Regions from separate parts of the Rattus norvegicus genome. Here region 2 is linked to region 1. A link is a contact called in public Hi-C data. All regions are on one chromosome and are shown on one strand. The core of a region is the stretch at or near the end of the contact, and the rest is flanking DNA. Distances in the headings are between cores, read along the strand shown. Region 1 overlaps Ttc7b (tetratricopeptide repeat domain 7B). Region 2 overlaps Ttc7b (tetratricopeptide repeat domain 7B).

What was found. Hi-C and Micro-C count contacts between places; a contact is called where the count stands out from the background.
Region 2: a contact with region 1 is called in a Hi-C map of prefrontal cortex, with 4 times the contacts expected there. The contact joins two enhancer-like sites. A contact is called at or near these places in 6 of 12 Hi-C or Micro-C datasets (Schwann cells, frontal cortex, kidney and 3 more).

What each region holds. Positions count from the first base shown.
Region 1 is chr6:125,436,025-125,441,978 of GRCr8, reverse strand. The region is part of intron 5 of Ttc7b (tetratricopeptide repeat domain 7B); the gene reads left to right. Among named protein-coding and RNA genes, the nearest start is that of Ttc7b, 90 kb to the left of the region's middle. Within about 2 kb of position 4,143, at least 19 of the 93 cell types and tissues checked have an H3K27ac peak or open chromatin away from gene starts, as enhancers often do.
Region 2 is chr6:125,482,759-125,489,483 of GRCr8, reverse strand. The region is part of intron 3 of Ttc7b (tetratricopeptide repeat domain 7B); the gene reads left to right. Among named protein-coding and RNA genes, the nearest start is that of Ttc7b, 43 kb to the left of the region's middle. Within about 2 kb of position 1,788, at least 37 of the 93 cell types and tissues checked have an H3K27ac peak or open chromatin away from gene starts, as enhancers often do.

The DNA of each region.
Region 1 (5,954 bases), core at 2,894-5,393:
AAAACTACTTCCTCCATGCATCTAACTCACTCTCTCTTCTTATAGCAAACCAGTGAGCTGTCAAATAGATACGAGAGTGGAGCAGAGGTTCCCATACCAAAGACTTAAACTCATGAGGCTTGACTCCAGAGCCAGTGCTGTCTCATCTCTCATGATTTAAGTTTATAGATAAATATATAAGGAAGGATCCCTAAACAAATACGTGGAAAGGCAATGTCCCCTGTAATAGATCCACATGGCTATTGTGTTAAAAGTATTACCCCAAGGAATCCAAGTGTCCATTAGATTCTTTTGGGATCCTGGGATTAAATGGAAAGTCATTAAGGGGCTGGCAAGATTGCTTAGTGGATAAGAACAGTTGCTACTCTTGTTAAAGTACCCAGGCTCAATTCCCACCATCCACATCCAGAGAGTCAAGGGCCCTTTTCTGACCTCCATGGGCCCACAGCATGCAAAAAAGTACACTTTCATGCATTCAGGCAAAACACTCATGAATACAGATAAATCCTTGAGAAAATTATACAATGTAAAGATACAATTATGTTCGTGAGGCAGAAGGTTTGTTTTTTGGTTCCCTATGAGTTTTCTGTGGAGGCAGGTCTTGATGAATGTGGATGTCCTTTGACTGTTCCCAAAGGTTGGAAGGAAGGAGGATTTAGGTTAGGCCCCTGTGCTTCCTGTTTCTCGGAGATTTGGGGTCTGGAGTAAAGAAGATCCTGGAGAAGGCTGAGCTGTCTGCAGCCCTCCGGCTCCTGTAGTGTTTGCTCATTCCTTCACTGTGGGCTTCCTTTCGCATACCTGTTGAATGGATTCCTTTATGTCCCTATGATATGCGATCTGTACCTGGCCCGTGTGATATGAACTCCTAGAAGCCACCATCTGGGTCTGGTATGATGTGTTCCTGTTCCCTCAGGCTGCCTGGCCAGCTGACCAGTTACACACTTTACTTCACATTTGTCATGAGGAAGCCTCTGTTGGTGGAGTCATCCAAAAAATGTTGTTAAGCCTACTACAACTCTCATTAGGTTGAGATGAGACATCAGAAGCCTGGCGAGCTTGTTCACATCCCCGTTTGTCGTGGCTGTCACACCCTCCATTGCTATATCTAGGCTGCAGCTGGCTTGCTCTGTAGAGCCCTTTGCTAATGAGGCCAAGGTTGTGGGTTTGATCCCTGGCCCCTGACTACAGAGGCCATCTGTCTTCACAAATGCATGTCACTGGATCTGAGGCAAAGAGTATGTTCAGAGGGAGAAGCTAGGCTTTGCTCTGGGAAACCTGAGTATCCTTTGGTACCGGGAAGCTACTTCTGATGTCACACGTTTTCAGGACAGATGAAGCCAAGGGTTATAGTCGTGAAGAAGAAGCAGGATTCTCAAGCTGGGAACTAGGGGCTATTGACCTCAAGGAGATAAATGGTACATTCTAGTGTTCCTGTTGACAGCGTCCACGGTGGGGGTGGGTCTGTCCTTCTGTGTGAGAATCTGCTCTAGCTGTTCCCTGGTAGTCATAAAAACTGAAAGGGAAAGAGATTTCAGAATGCAGGCTCCTGCTCCCTCTTTTCTTTCCTGAGGATCTCCTGCTCGCTGGCTCGCAGCTGGCGTCCTGCCAGCTCTGTGAGGCTGCTGAGACCAGGAGAAGTAGATACTAAAAACAAACAAATAAACAAAGAAACCAGACTTGGCCCTCAAGGTGCAGAGTTTGTCTGGTGAGCTAATTGTGGCTAGTCCTGCTAGGAGTGTTTGCAGCCTTGCTGGGATCCCCCCAGGAAGCAACACTTGCTGCTTGGAAAGGAGGTTAGGAAACATCCAAGTGAAACCTTAGCTTTGGTCCCTTGGACTCTTGACACCAAGAGAAACATGTGGAGGTACAAGCATAGACAGGGTTTTTTAAACTACCTGCACGTGTTTCCCCCCTCCAAACCTTCACATGTACATGTCTCTGAAACTTGTTAGCTTTAGAATCCTGACAGTAGATGTTGTGGTGTGGGAGGAAAGCCTGCTTGGCCTCCATGCTACTCAGAGCTCTGTCCCAGGTGTTAGGAGGGTACGTCACTGCACTGTCTGCCAGCCGAGGCTTAGTGATGGGGGAGAGGGGCAAAGAGGCAGGAAAGCGCACCTTCCATGGGTTTGGTCATTTGGCTCCTAGTGTTTAAGCAGACACCCAGTCAGCTGGCTGCTGTTGCTGTTCTTACAGTGTGTGAGGGAAGGCACACTCTGTTCTCTGGAGCATCCTCGGGGACCTGCTAACCTGATAGGAAAATGCTCAACTGGTTGAAACAACCAACTGCTTGTGCAGCTCAGGGCCTGTCCGTAAGAAAGAGACTGGAAAAAGTCAAGCCACTTCTTGGCTCAAGACATGCATTGGTTGACTCGTCTTATAATTGATTTTTGCTTAGAAAATTTCGACCAAAGAGAAATTGAAATTGTGTTTACTCTGGAAGCCTGGCTCCCCTTCCCTTAACCAGTACAGAGGGTTCACATCAAGTATGAAGACTCCTATTTGCAACACAAAGTTTTCATGACAACTGAATTTATATTACTGTCCTGAGCCAAACTTGGAAGTCAGTAGAAAATTTAGAAGTACATGGTTAGGGGTTAAGATAGCACTGGCTGCTCTTGCAGAGGACCTGGGTTCAGTTCTCAGGACCCACATGACAGCTCACTGTTCCATGGTATCTGATGCCTTCTTCTGACCTCTGTGGGCACTGCGTACACGGGGTACACTTACATACGTGCAGGCAAAACACTCACATATAATACATACATACACACACACACACTGCATGGTGAAGGAGAGAAATTTTCTTTTTCTATGTCTTCTAGGAAATGAAAGGGTAAGAAAGGAAAGCATGCTAAATTTGACCTTGTTAGGCCCTCGGAGGCAGAAATGTCCTCACGTACTCTCACCATGTCAGCCTTAGCTTTCTGTGAGGAGCTGAGGTTGGAGCTCTGGCTCTTTTCAGAGTGCACCTCCCTCTTGTTGGATAGGACACAGGGGATTATACCAAAGAGCTGTAACTGTTCAGAGTTGTAAAACAAGATTTGTGCCAGCTCAAGCTTATGCTAACGATGTGAATTTGGAGCTCAGTGCTGGAAAAAGCTGCTTCAGAGCTGCATTGGGAGCTGGGCCTGTGGCAGTGATGAAGATCTTAATGTAAGAATGGGGCATTGAGACTGCAGGGACACTTCAAATATTGACATGGAGCATTCTGCAGAAGACCTCCCATAGCATAGGAAATAATTTTAAGGAATTGACAAGTAGGGTTGCATGAGTTAAAAAGCTTCTTCATAGCAAAGGAAGCAATCACCAGAGTTAAGACAGACCACAGATTGGGGTCTATTTATGCCAAATAAACATTAGATGGGGACTAATAGGTAGGATACATAAAGAACTGTAAAAAATGACCCCCACTCTCCCACTCATCCTGCCAGTGAATGGGCTGTTGAACTGAATAGATGTGTAACCAGCCTAGATCTTCTTCAGCAGAGTGATATATAATGAAAATAGATATTCAGTTGTGAAGAACAACAGGAGACGTTTGAGGGAGGTAGGGAGGGACAGAGAGAGAATGTGAGTCAGAGATGAAAGTGGAAGGGGGACTCTGAGAGGGGGAAGAAGGGAGAGGGAAGGGATCAGGCAGAGGAGGAAGGGGAGGATGGGTAGGTAAGAGGAGCCATGAGAATAAGGAATAATGACGTATTTATGAAATGCCACGATGAAACCCATTACTTATATGTTAACTTAATATTTAATTTAAAAATTGAAAATAAAAGGAGGGAGGGCTGGAACCTTCTCAGTTGTACAGACAACTGTGGGGCTAGCACTGACTCACAGGGGGTCAAGCCTGGAGGGCGAGATTCTAGAGAACAACAACAAAAGCAGACAGAGAAGGGGGCGAGAAGACAGGGAGTGGGTGAAGGGTAGAGGAGGCTGACCCCATTGTGAAGAGAGGTGAGTTGACCAAGCATAGGCTGAGGGACACTGCCAGCTCTGCCTGTTGGACTGGGCACAGCAGTGGTACAGGGAGCCGCAGTGGAGTGGCCTCCAGTTGGCTGAGCACGAGCTGGTCCTGAAGACTGCAGGCCCTTTCCTCCTGGTCTTAGCTGAATGTTGGAGCTGCTCCGGCCTGAGAGAAACACGCCCAGCACAGGAAGCTTGAGGAAGCAAAGTGCAGGAGATGACCCAAGTTCTGACATCTTGCCAGAGCGTGTGCTGCTTGATTCTGGCAAAAACCTTACCGTAATGAATTCTGACATCATTGCGCCATCTCAGTCAAGGGCGTTGAGAAGGAGTAAATGACCTCCTGTCAGGAGTCTGTGGAAACCCTCAGAACCCGGGGAATTCCTTGGCACTCTGATTTTCAGCTTAGCGTGGAAACTTTAAGCAAGTTTGTTCTAGGTATGTAATGGGCCTCAGCATTTTAGGAACAAACCGATAGTTTAGAAATATATACTCAGTCATGTGGGTTTTGTTCATTTTCCTCATACTGGACAATTTCGTGGCATTTAGAATGTAATTTCCTTTTTCTTCCTTGCCACCATGATTAAACATTTAGTGTTTTTTCCGTTCAGTGGCAAATAGGAAGTGATTGAGCAATATGTGACTTTAAAATGTTTGTTATAGAATATTTGGTGAGAACTGAAGAACTTGGTAATTAGGGTGCTTGTGACTTTTCCTAGTATTTAAAATGTGCCATTCCTTCCCTGCTGTCCTGGGATGCCACACTCCCATGCCCAGCCCACACAGCCCCAGGCCTGCTCCACTCTGCAGTGCCCTGGACTTTTTGTTTAGAAGCAGAATTCTTTTGAGCTGAGGAGAGCTTGATTCTGAACCCTGAACACAGTCCAGGAACAAGGTGGGAAGACCTGGAGCCAGCTTGAACTCACTCCAGAGTCTTCTCAGGAGCCAGTACCTCTCGCTGATCTCTCTCATCCGGCTCAGCCCCCGTCTACCTGAAGATGTGTGTGTTCCTCCAGCAGAGGGCCTCCGTCCTGCATGGGAGAGACCAGTCAGCCAGACAGGGGAACTGGGTTCTTTCCTCACCATTATCAGTTAGCTGAGGGCGAACAGCAGGCACAGGGCTCCACCTGGCTTAATAGGTTTGCTTTCCAGTTTGAACCAGTACCTAAGGAGCATCTCATTAGCTGTCATCCCCAGAGCACAGAGTTTATGCTATTTGTGTGTGTGAAGTAATACACATCTGAGCTCTCAGACTCATGTGTTCTTTCCTCTCAAGCCATCTCTGCTTTGTAGAGCATGTTCTTCTTTTGTTCACGGTGGTAACAACATGGTGGAAAGCTCCCAGCTTGCTCTCTTGCTAGGCTTTGAGCCTGAGCAAACGCTTTCACTTCTATGTAAGCTAGACTGTTGGATCATTTCTGGCTAGAAAATTCTCTGCTTCTATAACTCTATAAATAGTTCATTCTGCAAAGAGGACATGGGAGACGCCCCAAATGACCAGGTCCTATTTGTAGCCTTCCCACAGTTATAATATTTAGCTTTGATGTGCTGTTCAAGGTCTAATTTCCACAATGGCGAAGCAGTTCTTTCTGTGGTCTACCAGAACCTACAGCGACATCACCTCAGGAATGCCTTGCTTCAGGACTCAGAGTGCTGCCCCTTATGTACACAGTGGACATTTAATCGGTGATATGGAAATAAAATTAGCTGTCACAGTCACTCCCTTTTGAGCTGCAACTGTTTCCTCCCCTTATCCTCCCCACAGCAGTGTTCCCCATGAACACGAATCCCATACAAGCGAGTGAAGGGGCAGGCAGATTAGATTGCATGTCCCAGGGCCCACCCCTAATTTTTGTTGATGTCTCCAATGGACCTCCTTAGTGCTGCTCAGAGTCCTGAGCACAGGCTTCTCTGTCTATGCCACCACAAAGCTCCTGAGCTAACAGCATCTCATCTGTGTGGGTGTGAGGGCTGGGGGAGTATTTACATATTGG
Region 2 (6,725 bases), core at 539-3,038, 50 kb before region 1:
TGCCTGGCCTCCTGTACTAGATCGGCGGTAGAGCTGCCTCACAGGCTGTCTGCACAAGACTGTTTGTTAAAGCCTTACCGGGCATGCAGGTGCACAACTGCTGAGGGGCCTATTCCGATAAAATTAAGTCAGAGGTGAGGGATCTTCAGTGTTTGAAATGCTGCCTATTTTGATGAATATAGATGTGGTCAAGGGCATGCTTTGAAGCACACTACCTTGTCTGTAGCTCCTCTCGTGCTGACACTCACCTTTGGGTCTATGGACTACCTCCAATCTGTTTGGCTGAAGAGCCTCTGTAATGTAAGGCAGTCAGGTCCCTCCTAGGATCTCCTAAGGGCCTGGAATCGCAGAGTCTGATGTGGGCTGTCACCTGGCCTGGCTCTTGTGTTTTGACTGATTGGATCCTGAGTGCAGGCCTTGCTTGGTCACAACCTCTCCTAGTCTCCTGTGGCTGCCAAACCATGTCTAGTGCTCATTTTCTTCCCCCAGATATTCATGATGCTTTGGAAATGAAGAAGAAAACACACACACCCATATTTGGAAAGCTCTGAGCTCTCTTGGGGGCGGGAGCAGAGCACAGACTGTTCTGTAGAAATCGAGGTGTTGCAGTGTGGCACAGGGTGTAGCTGTCCACAGTGGGCTGGGGAGAGTGCAGAGCAGGGGGAGCGGGAAGCAGAGTCCCACTTTAGCTGGATGTCTTGCCCTGTGCCTTGCCCAGCACCAATCAGAGGCGGTAACTTCTGTGCAGAGAGGCCTCAGGTTATGTAGGGACTGCTGGATACGTAGTACTAAATTATTGGTGATGATTACAGCTGGTAATCATCCTAAACATGTCCCAAGCACTTGCCCCTTATTCCCCGTGACCCCTGCTACCCGAGGGACAAGCATGGATAGGGTCCCCGTTTAAGAGAGCGGGTGGGGGTTGGAGATTTGGCTCAGTGGTAGAGCGCTTGCTAGGCAAGCGCAAGGCCCTGGGTTCGGTCCTCAGCTCCGAAAAAAAAAAGAAATGTTAAAGAGAGCGGGTGGGCAGATCATCACTTCACCTCCTCACTGTTGTGTCACCGCGAGATTGCACACCCTGAGTGACAGAGGTTGATCCTGGTTGCCTTGAGGTGATTTGAGCAGCAGCTCTTAGAACCAGTATAGATCTGCAGGAGGTTATGGACAGACAGCCTTTACTAAACAGCACAACCAGCCCTCAGACGTTTTTGTTTAAGCATATCGCGGACACTCTGAAGTTCTGGACTCGTTAAAACTCTAGAACCCAGAACTATATAGCAAGATGATAAACCGAAAGCGGTGGCTTTCACATCTGTCAGGATCCGGACTTTTTGCAGGGGTCAGAGGTCGTTCTGCAGTAGGGGAGCAGCTGCCACCAGGGGTCGCAGGAACCCCGTCAAGATCCAGACGGGAACCACTTTAGCGCATGCGCAGTTGCTCCTTCCCAGGTGCATCTCACACCTAACTTTTTATTTTGTCATTTGTATATTAATACCTTACAGTCCCCACCCCGCCACAAGGCAGGGTGACATAGTGTCCCTACAGGCCGAGTTGGTATTTGCAGTCTCCGAGACTGGGGCCATTGCTTTTTTAAAGGGGAGTTCAGAGATGCAAGGAGAATACTGAGCTACTCGGGCTGCTTTGTTAACCGGAACTTAGTGAGGAGGGTCCGGGAACGCCCAACACTCTCTAGGAGGAAGCTCCACAGCCTGTCTTTGTTCAGCCCGGTCACACCCAGGCTTTTCAGCCTGTCTCAAGTGCCTGGGACTGCTTTAGCAAAGAGTGTACACAGCGACCTTTGAAAAGGGAAAGGAAGCATATGCCTGGGTATGAGAACATTAGCGGGAGCTGTGCCCTGATTCCTCCTGGGTGAAAGTGCTAGTAAGGATGCCCAATGCGGAAGCTCAAGGGTTGCTTGACAGGTTCTTTGAAGTGACAGAATCATGTCTCAAGCTTTAGGAATTGTGTTTGCAAATGAGCATGACCTTCTAGGTGAGATCTAGAACAAGACAGTTCTCTGATCTTTTGTGGTCTGTGTCCCAAGTAACTATTGAAGTAGAAAGCTCAGGAATCAGGGAAGGCCCTGCTAATACCCTCTGAGAGAGATCCGGGACACAACCCCCACCCCTACCCCCCCCACCCCCGCTTATGCTTCTCTATTTCTAGAGAGGACAGGGGGAACCATAGAGGCCCCATTGTTTTTCTTTAAGAAGCCTCGTTCTGCATTTGAAGCTTTGGGATCACTTTGGATGGTGAGGGGGAAAAGTAGCTTTCTGGAGAACTCCATGTGTGGTGGGTACTGATGTCAGAAGTAGGTCACTGCAGAGCTCCTGTGTGCCAATTTTGCTATGGTGGAAGGGAAGCTCAGACTGTGAGGAATAGGACTTGTGTGTGGTGGGTGGGGGATGCTGTCTGGCCTTGTTGGTATGGAGAGCTGCTAGCAAACTGTACATCTTTGATCTCCCCCACCCTTTCTGCTCTAGAGGTCATGGCTGTGCTATGGTAGGAGGTCGCATGCTGTATGGAATGGGCCAGGCATCTCGGATTGCTGGCCAGGGCTTCCTGTTTATATTTAGATGCTGTAAGAAGAGCATAGGCCTTTTACTGCTGTTGACCCACATTCATATTTTATGTTGTTTGTGTTGGTCGACTCTCATTGGTTTTCCTTTTGGAGGCAGTAGGAATTCAGAGACTCCTTAGAAGGCTTTAAGACAGTGCTTTAAGTGACAGTCTGCAGAGGTGTCTATTCTGAATCATTTTTTAAACTTTAAAAGTTATATATGTTTGTTTATTTAGTGTCTGTGTGTACATGTGGAGTGTGGAAGACAGAGGGCGGTTTGCAGGAGTCGGTTCTCTCCTTCCACCATAGAGATTCCAGGGATCAAGCTCAGGTTACAAGGTTAGGCTTAGGTGCCTTGGCTGGTTGGCCATCTTACCTGCCTGTCCTGTCCCCAAGTCTTCAGGGACACTATGTCTGCTGCTGCCTTTTTTTTTTTTTTTTTTTTTTTTTACATTATTTGAAGACTAGCTTCTTTATTCTATACAAGTGGCTCTTCTGAGAAGTCCATCCCAGCTCCACACCTAGTTGCTGCCCACTGGGGTTTCATACAGTGAGGCAAGGACAGTTGCTTATGTCCCCTGATCACTGTCACCCTTGCTTTAGTAGGCTGGGACAGGGGTTCCATTTGTACTGCAGAGTCCTAGTGGGATGTGTCTTCTCTTCTCTGGGAGCAAATGAGCCAAGACCACAGTGATAGGGACAGGGCATCATCACACTCGGGATAGAGTCTGAGGCTGTGCTGGTGGGGATTAACTCTGAGGAACTGGAATGCGGGTGACGGTTGCTTTCTGTTTGAGGCTTTCCTGTATTTTTAGATCTCTCTTACAGGAAAAAAAAAAAAAAAAAGGAAGAGAATTGTCATTGGTACCAGGAAGATGCCTGCTAATGAGGGTGGTGACTATTGGCTCAGTGTTTCTGTATGCCAGGCCCTGGCACTGTCACTGGCACAGTCACTCTGCACGTTTTCGTGACAAGGAGAAAGAGGCTCCAAGATGTTAGACAGCATGCTCCTGACTCACAGGGCGATCGTGCTTAGAAGCAAGGGTTCAAAGCCAGATGTCTGCTCAGAGTCCCATCTGCCCCTACACCTCCTCTTCTACTTGAGAATTCTTCCAGAAGATTATGGTTAGGCAGGTGTGATGTTTTTCAAACAAAACTTAAGAACAAAGCACAACAGTTACCCACATGATCCACTAGTTCCAGGCCTTTCTGTGCAGCCAAGAAAACTAAAGCATAGGCTCTTAGGAGAGGGTGCCATGAAGGCTTGTGGCAGACTCCTCAACTATACAAGAAGTGGGAAACCTCCAGAATTCATTCATCTATTAATGGATTTTTAAAAATGAAGCATTTCCTCCCAGTGGAATATTATTTGGCAATCATAAGGAATAAAGTTTTGAAATACAGAATAGTAGCCATACAATATCATACCAAATGCAGCTTGTGAGCAGCTAATCTTATGCCTGTGCACTTCTTCAATTTAAAAAGCAAGAAAGCTCAACTACTTGCTAAATAATTGTAAACCTAGAAAACATTTTATAAATCTAGCCAGGCACAGAAGATCGCATCCTATACGATTCTGTCCTATGAACTGCGGAGAAACGGCCAATCTATGGAGGCAGAGACTGAGTGAGTGGGCTCCAGGGTCTGAGGAAAGGGGTAGCCTGGGAAAGGGCTGCTGACGGGGCTTCCTTCAGGAGTGATGATAAGGCCCTGGGGTTAGCTGTTCCACTAGCTATACACTAACTAATAATAATTGTGTAGTATTGCAGTATTCAGTAAAGCTTTGCTTAAAAATAGATAAAATCAGAGAAAATTCATATAATTCTCACACTTGGAGTCTTTCCAGCTACTGTTACCTAAAGGCAATAGTGATAAGGTAATAAGCATCAGGCGTGTTGATTTACATACAGGCTCTTGGGGACTTACCACGTGCCAGGCACTGTTTTCATCACATCTTTAGCTTTGCTCCTCTCCTCTCCTCTCCTCTCCTCTCCTCTCCTCTCCTCTCCTCTCCTCTCCTCTCCTCTCCTCTCCTCTCCTCTCCTCTCCTCTTCTCTCTCCTTCCTTTCTCTTCTCTTCCTTCCTTTTCTTTCCTTTCCTTTCCTTTCCTTTCCTTTCCTTTCCTTTTCTTTTCTTTCCTTTTCAAGACAAGGTTTCTCTGTGTAGCCCTGTCTGTCACGGATCTGGCTCTGTACACCAGACTGGCCTTGAACTCACAGCAAGCTGTCTGCCTCTGCCTCCCATTTAGCATTCAGCCATGTATAATGGTCAAAGAAGCGTGGCTTCACAACCCGAATTCTTGGCTATCATAGCTGTAGGCTAAGGCACGGTGACATTACAGGGTGTAATGAAAACCACAGCTGTGGACCCCGACTGGCTGGCTGGATCCCAGCTCTGCCCTTTTTTGCATCATCATAGGTGAGTTACTTAACAGCCCCAGGTCCAGTCCTCTGTCATGAAGCTCTCAGGTAATTGGTGAGTAGCTTTCAACACCTGTTATGTTTGCTATGTGTTAAATACATGTTGATATGTGGTTATTAACTGGAGTCGTTAAAGCATGCATTCGAATCACAAGCTCTCATTTCATGAGTATTTCAGGTTGAATTAGCATCTCATTTGCGTGCAGAATTATAGAGTGAGAGGAAATAATCACTGAAAGTGTTTACTCTAGCAGGTAAATGTCAGTCCAGGATTGGCTTCACTTCTGAGGGTGTGTGTGTGTGTGTGTGTGTGTGTGTGTGTGTGTGTGTGCGCGCGCGCCTATGTGTGTATACATGTATTTAACTCCTAAGAAGGATATGCTGAGTCTAGAAGTAATTCGTGGTGGGCCCCCATAGGGGCCAGCCATGGCTTTTATGCAGGAGCCACTTAAAGTCACAAAAGTTGTGGGTTTACAGAAGCTCATGGGAGGCCTGGAGCTGCGTCCCTCCTTCAGCTCCAGCACTGGGTGTCTCCCTTGGCATCCCCTCTCTCTAAGCCCTGCACACCTCATCCTCCAGTAGATTGTACACACCTGAAACCTGTGGGGATCCTTGAGAGTATAAACACATCTCACAAGTTCAGCAACCCCAGGCTGCCTTTACTGTCGCTCTGTGTTGTGGGTCCTGGACTCTTCCTGAGTCTCCCTTTAGCTTTGGAACTTGAGATCTTAAGCTTTGTCTTACTGCCTTTGAAGCCTACACCACAGTGCTAGGTTATCAGAGATGTGAGATTATATTGAAGTTAGTACGTCCAGTTACAGCCTCTCCCATAGCCCTGTTCCAGCAAGCCTCAGGATGTGCTTTTCCTGTGTCTGACTTCCGGAGCCGTGGTTAAGATAAATGGGAAAACAATGGCAGTTCTTTGGTCTACAGGGCCTCATGTAACACCGACAGCTTTGTCACATTGTAGAGTTGTGAGAAGTTCTCACCCTGTTCATTTCCGTGTGATTTTTTTTTTTTTTTTTTTAAGAATCAAAATGTCACTGGGCCGTAGTGGCACTTGCCTTTAATCCCAGCACTTGGGAGGCAGAGGAAGGTGGATCTCTGTGAGTTCGAGGCCAGCCTGGTCTACAGAGAGAGTTCAAGGACAGCCAGGACTACACAGAGAAACCCTGTCTCAAAAAAGTAAAAAAACAAACCAAAACAAAACAAAACCGAAACAAACAGAATCAAAACACCTGTCTGGCTTTTCCTTTCTGTAGCATGAGTTAGTGTCTTAATAGCTCATAGAACAGACAAATACTAGGAGGCCTGGTGGTCCTGGGATTGCCCAAGGTAGGGCAACTCTTGATGTGAGAGAAAATCAGCTCTGGACTTTGGTTTATAAGATTCCATTTGAAACATTTTCATTGCCTTGCTGGGGTTAGACACTGAATTCACGCTGTTAGCAGCTCTGTAAAAGATATTATCAGAGGGTTGTGTAGTCACAGGGATCAAGGGCCAAAGCATGGCGGCTTTATCATTGATTAGCTACAAAGTCCTAAACCTAATCATGTCTACAGGGTCTTTGAGCATCATCTTTGAAGGTTGGCTGTAGGGATCAGAAACTGCACATCAAACCCAGGCACAGTGCTAGGTTCTGAGAAGCCTATCTAAATGAACCTTGATTAGTATGGTCCAGTCTTGTACCCAGAGAATACTGAGGGCTCTCAGATGTAGCCAGGCATGGAAGAATTCTGTAGTCC